Regions from separate parts of the Mus musculus genome. Here regions 1, 2, 4 and 5 are each linked to region 3. The links are chromatin contacts, called in public Hi-C, HiCAR-type and promoter capture Hi-C maps. All regions are on one chromosome and are shown on one strand. The core of a region is the stretch at or near the end of the contact, and the rest is flanking DNA. Distances in the headings are between cores, read along the strand shown.

Region 1 (2,838 bases), core at 60-2,559, 2.1 Mb before region 3:
TTAAAAGTTCCAATGTTGTAAATCATTAGCACTCTGACTTCTGGCGGGCTAAAAGTTTTTAAGTAGAGCTAAACCCCAATATTTCAGGTACTTTGTAAAACTGAGTGTAAAAAGGAAGTGAAAGGGTTTTAAGTGTTTAAAAAAGGGGCTTTAAAAACAATAAGCAATAAGCACCTATGGAGCTTATACTGATAACAGAATAATAAAAATAGTCCTTCCGGATTTTTTTCGGTAGTATGAATTTCTTCAAGGAAGAAACTGGCAGCGATATGCACACTTTGGACAGGGTCAAGAAGAAGAAAAAAAAAGCCTTTTTTTTTTTTGCCATATGAAACCGCCAAGATTTTAAAATATTTTACATTGTGAGAAACATCTGAACGTTGACCACCACCACCCAACCCCACCCCACCCCGAGGGAAAACGAAGCACATCTTTAAGAAGATAGAAACCAGAAGTGTCCCCTCCCCCGCGTCTCCCCTCGAAGCTAAAGTGTCTTTGGCTCTGCTTCTAGGTCTTCTAGGAACGTGCAGTTACAATCGCAACGACTCGCTTGATTCTTTAGATCGTTCTCTCTGCGGGCCCCCACTGCTGATCAAGGAAAGTCCAGCGGCCGAGCCAAACTCCGCTCGGGTCCCGCGGCTTCCAGGACGCGTCCCGCACCGCCCGGTCTCCATCCGACCCGCCGTCCCTCCCGGGTCACCCGGTAGCTCGCGGCCTGGGCGCGGCCCGGCTCCAAGGGGGTGTGTCCGGCTCGCGGCCCCGCAGCCCCGCAGGCCCGGCGCTCGCCTCCGCCTCAGGCCCACCTGCCCCGCGGCCCGTCAGGGCCTGCAGGGTCCCGCCCGTCTCCCCGAGCTGGGCCGCCGGCTCGCACGGCTCGCCCTGCTCGCACAGCCCGCCACCCGCTTCCGGAGCCGCGAGGCCCTCGGCGGCGCGCGCACCGCTCGGCTCCTCTCTCTCTCCCTCCCTCCCTCCCCGTCCGAGCGTGAGGGACCCGCGTGCTCCTCCTCAGCCCGCGCCGGGACGCGTCCCCTCCGGCCACGGCGAGCCGGGAGTGGGGACGGCGGCTGGCGGAGGTGGGGCGTGGACAGAGCATCCCCGCCACCCGGCGGAGGGAGGCCTCGTCACGGCCGCCGCCTCAGATCTCGCGGTGTTTGCCGGCCGCCGCGCCGCCATATTGTGTGGCCGTATTTTGATGCGGACTGGGCTGGCGGAGCCGCGGCGCGAGCGGGCGAGCGAGCGAGAGCTGGGGGGGTGGGGGGAGGGCAGGCGAGCGGCAGGGGGGTGGGGGCGGAGGGAGGCAGGGCGGCCGTGCGAGCCGGAGCCGAGCAGCGGGCCGCGGCGACGCCGCCCCGGCCATCGCTTTGATCCGCGGCAGGCGCCGGCGGCGGGGCGCCCCAGGCCGACCCCCTCCCCTCCCCCTCAGCCGCGAGCGGCGGCGGCGGCCGGAGGGAGTTGGCGGCGGCCGGGCGGAGGGGGCCGAGCGGGGAGGGAGGGAGGGCTGAGGTGTCCCCCCTGCCGGGTGGAATCGGCGCTGGCGGCGGCCGCGGTGACGACGGGGGAGACGGCTGCCCAAGTGGGAGAGGCGGCGGCGGCGGACGAGGAGGAGGGGGAAGCCGCGGCGGCGGCGAAGGGTAAGCGGACGGCGCTGCGGGGCCTCGGCGGGATCCCTCCCCACCCCCCACCCCCCCCACCCCCAGCCCGGCTCCCCGCGCCTGCAGCGGCTCGGGGACCGGCTCTGCCTGGCGCGCGAAGCCCTAGCGGGGCGTCCGCGCCTTCCTCGCCTTCGTCCGCCGCTCCGCCCGGGTCCTGCCCGCGGTGGCGAGGCGCAGGGAGGCCCCCCAAGTCCTGCGGGGAGGGTGGGGGCGGGGAGCCTGGGGCCTGGCCTGGGCTCCGGGGCGTCGGGGGAGGGGGACCGGGCCTGCCCCGGAGCCCAGCGCCGGAGAGAGCCGGGGGTGGGGGTGCCTTGGCCCCCGGTCCGCCCCCAGGCCTGTGATCTGGAAGTGGGAGGGAGGGAACCAGACGCCTTTGGGGGAACCCAGGTCTGGATAACGATGACTTCGGGGCCCGCGAGTTAAGGGAGAGCCGGGGAAGTTAAGTGCAGGGTAAAGAGGAAGCACCTCTCTCGCTTTGCTTTCCGATTTTGCTTGTCTGCAGCCTTCTTCCAAATGGGCAGCACGCCCCGCTGTGAAGAGGTTGGGGCCCCCTTAGAGTCCACAGGACTACTCTGATTTTCTTGCCCCGAGATAGTGGTTGGAAGAGGAAGACTTAACAAGGGTCCCTGGGTGTTGCTGACAGGTGACAGGTGGATCTGTCTGTTGCTGATGCTGTAGAATCCTTGGCTCATAATTGTAGGCCGAAAGTGTCAGGGAGCGTGTGAGTTTGTATTTACGTGTTTGGCCAAGTTTCATTCCATATATAGTATATTTGAGATGCTAAGTTTCCATTCAAGTCAGCTTAATTGTTATGGAGGAATTCTTCAAATGTTTCTGATAAGAGGGGTTTTCAGGAGAGTGGTGGAGACTTGCAGCCTCCTGGAGCTTTTATTCGAGTCTCCGTGAAGTTCGGGTTCCCAAAAGCATTGCAGGCTGTTGGTAAATGGGCTTCTAGTCATTGGAAAGTTCTTGGACACAAATGCAGTATTCGAGGCAGCAGCCAGACACTCTAGCTTTGCATCCATTTTGTCAGTGCTGGGTAAGTTAGTAAAGTGCCAAATCGTAGGGTTAGGTTGATTGCCATTTTATAAAAGGAATGGCTTTGTGTCCTAGCTTACTCAAAGGAGATGTTGCTCATGAAGCAGCTTCAAATTTTGCTAGGAATTTCACTGGGTACAAAAGAGGG
Region 2 (2,700 bases), core at 52-2,551, 2.0 Mb before region 3:
TTTTTTTTTAAGCCTGCTCACTTCTGCCTTTTTAAAAGAGAATTTGTAATTTAAAAACTTATTGCAGAGGGCTAGGCCTGTATCTTAGTAGCAGGGTGCTTGCCTGGCTTGCACAAGGCCCCATTTTAACCATCTCTAAGCTCACCTGTATGGGTGAGTAGTCTACACTTTGCTCACCCATCTCCAGAACTCTCCATCCCTTGAAATCCATCCTCCTGAGCCCCCAAGCCCTGCCCTGCCCTAGCTAGTAGCCATCTTTCTGCTGTGTCCAGGAATCTGGCCCACAGGAGTGGGATCGCACAACATGTATCCTCTGACACTATTCATTCTACTTAGCTCAACAACCTCAAGCTCCTACCGTGTTGTGTCCAAATTTCCCTTTTGTTTGAGGCAGAATCACAACCCATGTGGATTATGAATCATAATCCATATGTGTGTGTGTTCACTCACAGGGGCTACTTTGGCTGCTTCTGTCTCTTGGCTACTGTCACTCAAACTGTTATGAACATGTTCTGGCCTGGACTTTTGTTTTCTCCTCAGACTTACTCCCTGCCACCCCCATCCTTCTCTGCTGCTATAGGTAACTTACAGGCATGCTTGAAGCATTTAGAGCCATGGGCCATAGACCTATCCTTAGGCCAGGTCCATATTAGCATCATCAGGCCTGGGAGAAAACTCCCTAATCTTGGGTGACAAAGCTTGGGTTTCTAGTTCTGCAAAGAATTAGCCATATCAGGCTAAGACCAATCAATCTCTTCATCAGTCTTGAGGCTGCTGCCAAAACTCCTGATCTCTCTCCAGCCAGGAAAGTAGACCCCGCCGAGCCACTGTCTAGACTGGTAGACACTTTAGTGAGCCTGGAAAGAATAAAGCAATGTCCACTCCTGAACGCCACAGCATTCAACGTTGCTACGAAGCCCGCAGATGGGAGGTTTACTTCAATTGGCTGGATTAACCCCCGTCCTCCCCCGTCACACAGAATGATCCTTGATAAAACTGAGCAGACCCTGCATCTAAAGGCAGTTAATGATGCTTACCGTATTTCCGTAATTTGAACACCTAACAGAACGTCTCAGGTGTGAGAAGCCAGGGTGTTGAGGGCAGTCCTGGCTCACACACCTGTCTCTAACATGCCCTTCTCCCATGCCCTTGACTGAAGTCTGTACTGTGCCTGCCACGTTAATTGATAGCAGGGCACAAGCACTCACCAGCAGGGTGTGTCCCTCGGGCTCTCACAGCAGACTTGGCCCAGCTGCCTGAGCCTTCCCAGTGCCCCTCTCTTTTCAGCTAGGGAGTGCTCTGCTCAGTCCCTCAGGAGTTGCTGGAGTCAGAGGAGGGCCAGCGCCCAGGCCACACCCCTGCTAGAAGCTGATCCAAGCCTGCGCTCCACTTCCTGCGCAAGGCACGTTCAGCTGCAAAAGGTACTTACACTTTGTGTTAAAGAGAAAAGGAAGAAGGCAGTGAGAGGTAGGAAGTTCACGCCTCCGCCCCAGTCAAAGCAAAGTACAGCAACCGTGCAAAACAAACGCGCCTCCTCCCGGGACAGCCAGGAGTCCAAGAGGGCAAAAGCACCGCGAATGGAATCGGAGGGTGAGAAGAGCTGCTAAGTTCCCACTCCTGGTGGCTGGGAAGCCCATCTGCTTGAAGATGCTCTAGGGGAAGTCGATGCTCAGCTGAAGAAGACCATAGACTGTCAAAGGGAAGCGGGAAGGGCAAAGACCGCCTCAAGTTGTTCATGGAACTTGGGCTGAGAGGATTCTGCCCGTCACCCACAAAGCCAGGAGTCTCAAGAAGTAATGACCCCCTGTGGAAAAAGGGCTCAGCGGCTCTCTTTACTGCAGTCCTACATGGAGTGAGTGACAGCTTTCTCTAACTGAGGAGCTCACATCTGATCCCAGGCCTACACAATGCACCATTCAGCCGCTATACATAGAGCAAGTACAGAGAGCAGACTCAGAATTCTGTTTCCTGAATTTGGGGTCTTTCATAGCAATGCAAAAAAAAAAAAAAAAAAAAAAAAAAAAGGTATAGCAGCCCACCTCCCACCAGATAACACCCCTAACAAAGACTTCTTCAAGGATATAGCTAAGGAGTTAAGCTGAGTTTTGAACCCGGGACTTGGGTCTGAGGAAGCAAGAATGCCCTGGCTTTCTCCTGGGTGATGGAGATTAGAAATCAGGTCCTCCTGATTTCTAATCAGGAGGAAAAAGGGCTCGGCGGCTCTCTTTACTGCTTGCACAGCAAACACTCTTACCCACTGGGTCATTTATGTTTTTTGAAACACCGTCTTTGTATGTATTCTAGGCCATCCTTGAGCATGCTATACCTAGGCTAGCCTTGAACTCAGTCCTCCTACCTCGGCCTCCCAGTGCTGAGATTAAAGGTGTGAACTACCACACCTAGCCTTGAGAGCTTAGGTCTAAGACAACAGGTCTCAGAAGCTCTGGGAAGATTATTAAGATGGACCGGGGATATGGGATATAAAAATCTTGATTTATAGGCCATTGAGATGCCTTAGCAGGTAGAGGCACCCATGGCCGAGGCTGATAACCTGTGATACCTAGGACCTACATGTGGAAGAAGAGAACCCATTCCTGCAAGCTGTCCCTTGACCTTGACACACACTGTGGCAGAGTGCACATACACACACACACACACACGAAATCCTAAAATTATGAGTAGACAGTGCCTCGGGAGCCT
Region 3 (2,700 bases), core at 67-2,566:
TTCTAAACAGAGAACAGTTTGATCAGCAGTGAACCACCATGGTCCAAAAAACAGCTAGTAATCCAGTAGAATTCGCAAGTAGACTAAGCTTCAAATTCTGCATCCTCAGGAGTGGCTTGTCTGGTTTATTCACATCCTGTTACCCACTTCTCTGGTAGGCAGTGGTTAAGTCTTTTGAATTGCAAATACATAAGTTAGTAGTCAGGAGGGTGGATGTCCACTAGAGGGAGGCCTTTGATTTTTCTCTCTTTCTTTTTTTAATTGCAGGGCTGCAGACAGCCTTGAGCAAGGTAAGCAAGTACTCCCCGAGAGTTACAACTTCAGAGCAGAATGAGGAAAGTTTTAAAATGCTTCATTGTGTTGTAGTTTGTTAGTTTTAACTTGGATATGGAGGAGGAGGGAGCAACAGCAAGAAAGTGAGAGAGCAATGGAGAGTCGGATTGAGTGAATCAGAATGTGAGGCAGGAAACGGAGAAACCTAGTGCTTGGTGTGGTGGGTGACGATAGGAAAACAGATTTTGTAGCGTCCCTGGGAGGTTTAGTAGGATATGCCTGTCCTTGAAAGGAACCTATGTCAGATGACCACCCTATAATTAAGCCTTAGAGACTGGAGATAGATGACTTCTGTGGCTGTGGACTCTGTGCCTGCTGGTCGCTTGACTATCCTTAAGTCTCACAGCCTTGAGAAGCAAACCTTCACCTTCAGACTGCAGACACCTGCTGTTCACTCCAGCCTGGCTCGCTGGGGAACAGGTCTTGGGGAGCAGCCAAACTCGGCCTGAGGGCGGAGTCGAGGCTTCAGAGTTGGTCTGGAGGTGAGGCTTCTGAGTTCAGCCTGTAGGCGGAACTAGGTGGAGCTCCACCCTGAGAGACGAGGCGGAGGAAGCGCTTCCTCCAGGAGCCGACCCGAGAAGGCGGGACTGAGGCGTTAAAGCTCCTTCCCTAGAGAACAGGGCTGAGGAGGCGGAGCCGCGCTTTTGGAGTTTCCTTTGGAGGGCGGGGCCGAGGAAGCGGAGCTGAGGCATTGGAGCTCTTCCCTAGAGGCCGGTCTGAGGAGGTGAAGTTCTGTCTCAAGGCGGGGCTGAGGCATTGGAGGCACTCGCTATCTCAAGGTCACGCCTAGGCAGCAGAGCTCGCCCACTAGAAGTGGGAGTCAGGCGTGGGTGGTTTCCACGCCCCCGTGGAGGCGGGGCTGAGACGGTGGAGCTCCGCCCTGAGGGGGGCGGGCTGAGGCCCCAGACCTGTCCCATTTGGAGGAGGAGCTGAGAATCCGGAGCCCCTCCCCTGGGGTAGGGCGGAGACTTCGGCGCTCGGGTTGGAGGCGGGGCAAACGCGTCCAGACCTCCCTGCCCGCTTGCCTTTTGACTTTAGAGGACCTCCAGGCTGTACTACGCTTTGCCGGAAGTTCTCGTAACATTTCCGGCAGAACATTTCTGGATCGGAGACCTTCCTAGAGTGTTTGTATATTTTCTGCTAGGTGGGCGGCCCAGCCAGGATGCGGAGCGGGTTTCTGAGCGGTGCCCGGCGCCTGTGGGCCCGCCGCGCCTTCAGCCGCACGCCGCCGCCTTCCGAGGAGCTCCTCGCCCGCGGCGGGCCCCTGCGGGCCTTCCTGGAGCGCCGCGTGGGCTCGGAGGCCGGTGGTCTGGACGCTGGGTACCCCCAGCTGGCCGCGGCCGCCCGACTGCTGAGCGAGAAGGAGCGGGAGCTGCGGGACACGGAGTCATTGCTGCACGGTAAGCCACCCGCTCTAGTGGGTTCGGAAGCCATCTGCGTTCCAGATCTTGTCACTAGGGTTCTGACAATCCTCCATTGGGCTCTCTAGAGCAGTCCCTGGACAAGGTGCTCTGCCAAGTTAGTCCTCTGAAGTCACTAAGGTTCTCGGTTGCTTCCTCTCCCCTCCTGGTGTAAGACCCCCGAAGCTAGGCCTCCGCTCAAGTCCCGGGATGAGCTGGCCAGCACCCCAGTGACCCGAGAGAAAACCACACCTGATGCAAACTGCAAGAGGTTTTATTATCAGCTAGCTGAGGACGGTGCCGGGCAGGGGAGTTCGACCCCAAGCAGTGGCAGTAGGGGGCTTTTAACAGCTAGCTGAGGAATTGGGAGGAGTTGGGAGGAGAGTTGGGAAGAGTTGGGAGGAGTTGGGAAGAGAGTTCTTCTCTTTTCTGTGTCCTTGGTGAAATTTACAAGGCAGGAGTGGGTAGTGAGTTCTTTCTGAATTTTTATCTCCGTGTCCTCAGCACAGGAAGGCAGGCATCTCTGGTTGTAAAGTATAGAAACAAAAAGGCTTTTTGCTGGCTATAGAGAACAAAGAGCTTCTTTCTGGCTGTATTTTTAGAGATCAGGGAAAGCAAGCTTGGGGAACGTCCAGGGGCTTTCTTTACCTTCCAGGGAGAAATGCTCTGTAAGTTGGGGTCTCACACTGGCAGCTCAGCTGCACAGGAAAGACTCGCTAGTCCCAGCAGAGGAACTAAAGCCGCAGGTGAGTGTATGGCATTGGCACACTGCAGTGCAAGAGGAGCGATGCACTGTATGGTTAGAACTCGAGACCTGGAAATTCATGTTTCCCTCGAGATTCCAAAGTGTCTGCGTTCCTAAAGCCTCCAGAGACGTCTGCCGAGTAGAACACACTTGGGAACTTAAGGCTTGATTCAGAGACCCTGCCTCGAAGAAAGTGGGAAGAGGGATTGAGGTTGGTTACTG
Region 4 (2,852 bases), core at 97-2,596, 2.1 Mb after region 3:
TGTAAGGCTAAAGTTGAGAGGTTTTAGATCTCTGACACGATAGACTTGGATACACTTTAAAAACAAAACAAAACAAAAAAAAAAAACAAAAAAAACATCAGTTTAACAACAACAACAAAAACCAAAACTCATCTATTCTTTGAAAGTATGCGAACTCCAGAAACTGAGAATTCAAACAGGCTGACCACAGGTTTTAACGCAATCTAAGCCTGGAATTCAATTAAACGTTAAATCTGACCCAGACTTAAGGCATCCTACTGGTTTTGTATCCAATGTGTATTCAGTTTGTATCCAGAGTGCCCCTAATCCCCAAAACAACCCTCCCGAGGTGACTGGGTTTCCTGAGAAGATAAAATCGCTGTCAAAATAGGTGCAGTAAGCTCTGGCCACCTGAAGGTGGTACAAAGAGAGCGCCAAGAGCCGCCAGAGCTTAATGAAATTCCAGGGTTGCACACACAGTCAGCTTTACACATACCAACTTCATACAACACATCCAAGCAATCAGCTACATCATTGTTTCTCAGGAACATTGTGAAACTGAGGAAGCCAACCACCCTCTCCTCACTGGGCGTCCTGGACTGTAGAGCTCTGAGACTCCATGGGGGACACAAAGAGGGGGTCTGCTCTAGCAGTCACCCCGGGGCCTGCTGCCCGCCCCCCAACAACCTTTTCCTCTGGCCAACAGTCCACACAGTCGTAGCCAGCTAGGTATTACCGTGTGTCCGGGTGACGGATGGGGCACAGCTTCTAGACTCCCGGGTCACTCCTATAAAGCGCTGACTTGCTGATTTGGGGGCGCCCACGCGAGTTTCTGCCCCACGCAGGACTGCTCCTAGCTGGAGCACACAGCACTCCCCGCCATCGCGCCCGCACCGCTGTTGGGGTGTTGTCCAGACTGTCCTATTTGGGGATAGTTCCGCTTGACTTGGGGGCGCGGGTGGCACACGGCGCGCTTGAGCAAACTTCGCGGAGCTGCAAACTGCAACCCGGGTGGCTGCAGCAAGGGGCGGGAGCGCCGGGCTAGCAGGTCCTGCCTGAGTCGACCCCATCAGTCGACTGCCAACGACCCCATCAGTCCCCTCCCAGGAGCAGCGCTCAGAGACACCCCCCGCCCCGCCCCCCCCCCCCCCCCCCCCCCCCCCCCCCGCCCAGGGCCAGGCACTGCGATCCCGCTCTTCCCACCTGCAGATTCGGGGCGCGTGGCCGAGGTCCCCGGCTTCCCTTGTCTGGTCCCTGGAATAGTCTCGGCGGAGCTTACGGGAGAGGGGCGGCTCCCGAGCGCTGGCTCCGCGGTGCGCTGCGCTCCAGCGCCGGCTCCGGCGGCCCCGAGCCCTGCAGCTCGCCTGGCTCCACTTCCTCTTTCCCACTCTGCTCCCGGCGTGTCCCGCCCCGCCCCGCTCCTCGGTCCGCTGCAGCGGGTTGCGGTCCCCGCCCGCCTCCACGGGGCCCTGCGGGAGGAAAGAGGCAGAGAGGAGGAGGCAGCTCAGAAAGAGATTAAGCTTGCTCTCTGGAGCTTTGCCAAAGACAGCAGTCAAATTACAGCCTCTGGGGGGAAAGTTTTTGTCTCTTTTCTTTTTTCTTTTCTTTTCTTTTCTTTTCTTTTCTTTTCTTTTCTTTTCTTTTCTCTTCTCTTCTCTTCTCTTCTCTTCTCTTCTCTTCTCTTCTTTTTTCTCTTCTCTTCTCTTCTCTTCTCTTCTCTTCTCTTCTCTTTCCTTTTCTTCTCTTTTCTCCTTTTCTTCTCTTTCCGTTTTCCTTTCCCTCTTTTTCTTTTTGTTTTTCTTTTCTCTCTTCTCTCTTCTTTAAAAAAAAAAAAAAACTCCCTGCTACTGTGTTAACAGCCACATCGCTTTCTTTTTTCTTCTCTTCTCTGGGCTGTTGGGGTACAGCTAAGCCTTGGACATGGCCACTTCCCAGAGTGTTCTGAAATCGGATCCAACACCGTTTCTTTGCATCCAAACTCGAATTTCACACTGTAGCTTATGATGTCACAACACTAGGAAATGGGAGAAGGGTGCTTACTGGGTTCAGGCATCAGCACCCCCACCACCCCAGTGAACATACTGGATGACCTTTGATTAGAGAAAGCAAAAGTGGAAAAGGAGGCAGAGACCTTTGCGACAGCCAGATGTTTAAAGGCACCCATAAGGTAGGACAATAAAAAATAGGACCTCTATCACAGGTGCCTTTTTGGTGACATTCTTGGTAGCACTTGGCACCTTTCAAACAGGTGTGTCAGATATGCCTGTGTTTCACCAGGCGTAGTAAGACACAGCCACGCACTCTGCTTGATTCTAAGAACTTCATCTCCCTGTAGTACACCACATATTATAAAGTTTTATGGTACTGGGTGAGAGGGTTTTTTGTTTTTTGCTTGTTTTGCTTTTTTAATAAACAAACAATTCACCTTTCAATGTGTCCACATTCTGAGTAGCATAATGAACTCTGGCCGTCCTGCCTGCTTCCCCCTGGTATGCAAGTCATTCTTTTGTCCAACATATAGTTACTACTGCTGTGATGAAACACCATAACTAAAAGCCAAGAGGGCAGGGAAACCCTTGGCTTTCACGTCCACATCACTATTCAACATTGGAGGAAGTCAAGGCAGGAACTCAAGCGGGGCAGAAACCTGGAGTCACCTGCTAATGCAGAGGCCATGGAGGACTGCTTACTAGCTTGCTCAATCTGCTTTCTTACAGCACCCAGGACCACCAGGCCAGGAGTGACCCTCCCATGATGGGCTAGGCCCTCCTGCATGGATCACTAATGAAGAAAATGCCCTACAGGCTTGCCTAAAGCTGTATCCTGTGGAGGCATTTTCTCAGTTGAGACTCCCTCCTCTCCTATGACTCTAG
Region 5 (2,700 bases), core at 85-2,584, 2.7 Mb before region 3:
GAAACCATGAAGAAATCTGCCCAGTGTCATGCTGCAGTGGTTAATATATCTGTCTTGTTCACAGTCCTACCTACCTGCTTATGTCACTAAATGTCACTTCTGTTTCCAACTTAACTCAGCTTGGAAAAGAAAAACATTATTGGAGAACTGTCTCCAACAGATTGTTTTTTTGCTCCTGTCTGGGGAGCATTTTCTTGATTGCTAATTGATGTAGGGGGGCCAGGCCACAGCAGGCAGAGAGCCGTTCCTAAGCAGGTGGCCCTGGACAGTACAAGAAAGACGGCGGAAGGTGAACCTAGAACCCGCGTAAGCACATTTCTCCAGTTTCTGCTCCAGTTCCTGTCTCTAGGTTCCTCCTGCCTCACCTTCCCTCCACAATGGACTGTAACTGGTAAGCCAAACAAATTCTTTTTTTCCTCCATGTTATTTTGGGTCATGATGTTTATCACAGCAACAGAAAAACAATCTAGGACACTGGAATCACAATGTAACTCTTAGGCCATATCACTTGTGTATCTGGTGATTTGTAAAAACAAAAACGATTAAGTGTGTTTGATAGAGCAGCCCTGTTCTCGGATAGGTCTCTGGGAAGCTCCGTGGGCTCTTTCAGTTCTAGAAACTTCCCAGCGGTGGGAAGAGAGATGGTGAAACAGGTCTGTGAAGGCACAGAGCCTTCTCCTTTTATATCTGCTGTAAGGTCTTCCTCCAGTCAGTGGAGTACCCTTGTTTTCAGTGGAGTGCTTGTAAGACGAGGGAGGGCAAGAAAAAAGCGCCCTCTGATTCTGAGCCAAGGGCGTGAGCTATGCCTGGCTCTGCCGAAACCACCCACCTCTTGCCTTTTACCGTCCCGGCTAGGTCTTGAACCCATATCCCAGCACATTTTATATCGGCTTTTGGTAGGTGGGTCGCTTGGGATATAGAAAGAGAATCAAGTTCCCCAAATGAAAAGACAAACGTAGTCAAATCCTCCAAGGCGACTGTTTACGAGAGGGAAGTCAGCGGGCCCCAAGAGGTCGCTGGTAGCGCAGGAACCGAGACCAGATTGTAGAGAATGGAGGAGGAAAAAAAAAAAATCCACGCACCCAAAAACTTTCTTCCTTGTTGCTGATCCTCGGCCCCCTCCTCCCTCCCTGCCCGCCCCAGCAGAAGCCGTAATGTGACACCGAGTCCAGCGTCGAGCCCAGGGTTGGAGAGGGAAGGGAGGGCCGGGGAGGGAGGAGAGCGGGCCGTCTCGCGCCAGAGAGAAAGGGGAGGGGAGGAGAGGCGAGGAGGGAGGGAAGCCCCTGTCAAGGAGGTGGAGCGAGAGGGTGGTGTCCGCCTCCCGATCCTCCCTGCCTTGAGCTAGCCGAGCCTGAACTGGGACCAAACACACCGCCCGCGACCCACACAAAGCCCGGGGGGTCCACGCTGGCGCTGGAGGCGAGCCGGGAGCGAGCCCGGGGCGCGGCGGGACTTGGGGCGCAGGGCTGCTACGGGACGCGGGGCTGCTAGCAGGACGCGCGACCAGGCGTGGGTTGCGATCGCCACCCCCACGGCGGGGCCCGGGACATTTTGGGCCCTTTGGGGCCGCAGCGAGCGGTGGGGACCAAGACGAGCAGAGTACCCTGAGCCCGGCAACTTCGGCCCCTCCCCGCCCCCACCCGGCTGCCCTCAGCGCGTCCCTCTCCATGTGCAGACAGCCGGCTAGGCGCTCCGGCTGGCGGCGGATGGGTGACCTCTTCCTGGCCGGGGCGGGCTGTTCGAGGCGGCGGAGCCGGCGATGAAGAAGAAGCAGCAGCAGCATCCCGGCGGCGGCACGGATCCCTGGCCCCATGGGGCCCCTGTGGGGGGCGCCCCTCCGTGCCTGGGCAGCTGCAAGCGCCGGATCCCGCTGCTGCCTTTCCTGCGCTTCTCCCTCCGGGACTACGGTTTCTGCATGGCTACCCTGCTGGTCTTCTGCCTGGGCTCCCTCTTCTACCAGCTCAGCGGGGGACCCCCTCGCTTCCTGCTCGACCTGCGGCAGTATTTGGGTAGGGAAGGGCTGCGCCAGCCCCGCAAAGTTGGGCACTCGGGGAAAGGGTGATAAGCGGGGAACATCTAAAGCTGTCACGGCCACCACGGTCCCCGAGGCTCCCCAGGTGGGATGCCACTGAGCATCCCTCAGTGAGGCAGCTGGGAGCGCCTGCTTCCTACAGTACTCTGGGCTGCCCGCAGCGACGGGGGACTCCGGGCAGGTGTCCCAAGCCCGGACACCACGTACCTGTCCCCGAATCGCCACTCCAACTGGGGCAGAATAGACATGTGCATGTTTGTGAATATTTGTGTGTATGCTGGCCTGGCGGTGCGTGCACAGTCCTCTCTAGGATGTGGTTAACAACTTACAATCCTGTCCCGTCTGGCTTTTCCCTTCTGAGTTGTGTGGGCTGGTTTAACCCCGCTTTCCAGTCACTTTTAGATATTCTATCCACTGGGTCCCCCGTTTGTGAGTTGGCCCAGGTGATTCCAGTCTTTCCCTAGGTTGGTTTGTTCCTTGGCAGCACCTGCGCACCCCGCGGACTGCAGCGAGAGTGCGGGAGAAATTGGGGCTGTTTCTAGGTGCCAGTCAACTGTGCCGCCTTCGAAATTCCGCCCCGTATGTGTCTTAAGTCAACTTTTTTTTTTTTCTTTTTGGTTCGTGGCTGAAAAAGGAAGAGGTTGGAACCCAAGAAAACAGATTTCAGT

Evidence for each region. Promoter capture Hi-C pulls out the DNA fragments that hold promoters and counts their contacts. A called contact is a pair of places that touch in the nucleus more often than the background predicts. HiCAR-type assays count read pairs that join an accessible place to other places.
Region 1: a promoter capture Hi-C map of embryonic stem cells shows a contact between it and region 3, with 3 times the contacts expected there. The contact joins the promoter of Tab2 here to the promoter of Mtrf1l in region 3. A contact is called at or near these places in 2 of 39 promoter capture datasets (embryonic stem cells and liver), 2 of 484 Hi-C or Micro-C datasets (CD4 T cells and embryonic stem cells) and 1 of 115 datasets of contacts at active chromatin or transcription factors (large pre-B cells).
Region 2: a promoter capture Hi-C map of pre-B cells shows a contact between it and region 3. The contact joins the promoter of Zc3h12d here to the promoter of Mtrf1l in region 3. A contact is called at or near these places in 4 of 39 promoter capture datasets (hippocampal neurons, liver and pre-B cells) and 1 of 115 datasets of contacts at active chromatin or transcription factors (large pre-B cells).
Region 4: a HiCAR-type map of astrocytes shows a contact between it and region 3, with 4 times the contacts expected there. The contact joins the promoter of Plekhg1 here to the promoter of Mtrf1l in region 3. A contact is called at or near these places in 2 of 39 promoter capture datasets (liver and pre-B cells) and 1 of 115 datasets of contacts at active chromatin or transcription factors (astrocytes).
Region 5: a contact with region 3 is called in a Hi-C map of CD4 T cells, with 4 times the contacts expected there. The contact joins the promoter of Ust here to the promoter of Mtrf1l in region 3. A contact is called at or near these places in 1 of 484 Hi-C or Micro-C datasets (CD4 T cells) and 1 of 115 datasets of contacts at active chromatin or transcription factors (pro-B cells).

The regions. Positions count from the first base shown.
Region 1 is chr10:7,954,594-7,957,431 of GRCm38.p6, reverse strand. Tab2 (TGF-beta activated kinase 1/MAP3K7 binding protein 2) reads left to right here and starts at 1,309. Exons shown (of 7, transcript NM_138667.3): 1 at 1,309-1,631.
Region 2 is chr10:7,831,071-7,833,770 of GRCm38.p6, reverse strand. It overlaps Zc3h12d (zinc finger CCCH type containing 12D), which reads right to left and starts at 1,301. Exons shown (of 6, transcript NM_172785.3): 1 at 1,209-1,301.
Region 3 is chr10:5,822,559-5,825,258 of GRCm38.p6, reverse strand. Mtrf1l (mitochondrial translational release factor 1-like) reads left to right here and starts at 1,316. Exons shown (of 7, transcript NM_175374.3): 1 at 1,316-1,733. The coding sequence starts at 1,496.
Region 4 is chr10:3,738,871-3,741,722 of GRCm38.p6, reverse strand. Plekhg1 (pleckstrin homology domain containing, family G (with RhoGef domain) member 1) reads right to left here and starts at 1,346. Exons shown (of 17, transcript NM_001159942.1): 1 at 1,183-1,346. All of the region lies in intron 1 of Gm30164 (a long non-coding RNA gene), which reads left to right.
Region 5 is chr10:8,517,459-8,520,158 of GRCm38.p6, reverse strand. It overlaps Ust (uronyl-2-sulfotransferase), which reads left to right and starts at 1,334. Exons shown (of 8, transcript NM_177387.3): 1 at 1,334-2,009. The coding sequence starts at 1,760.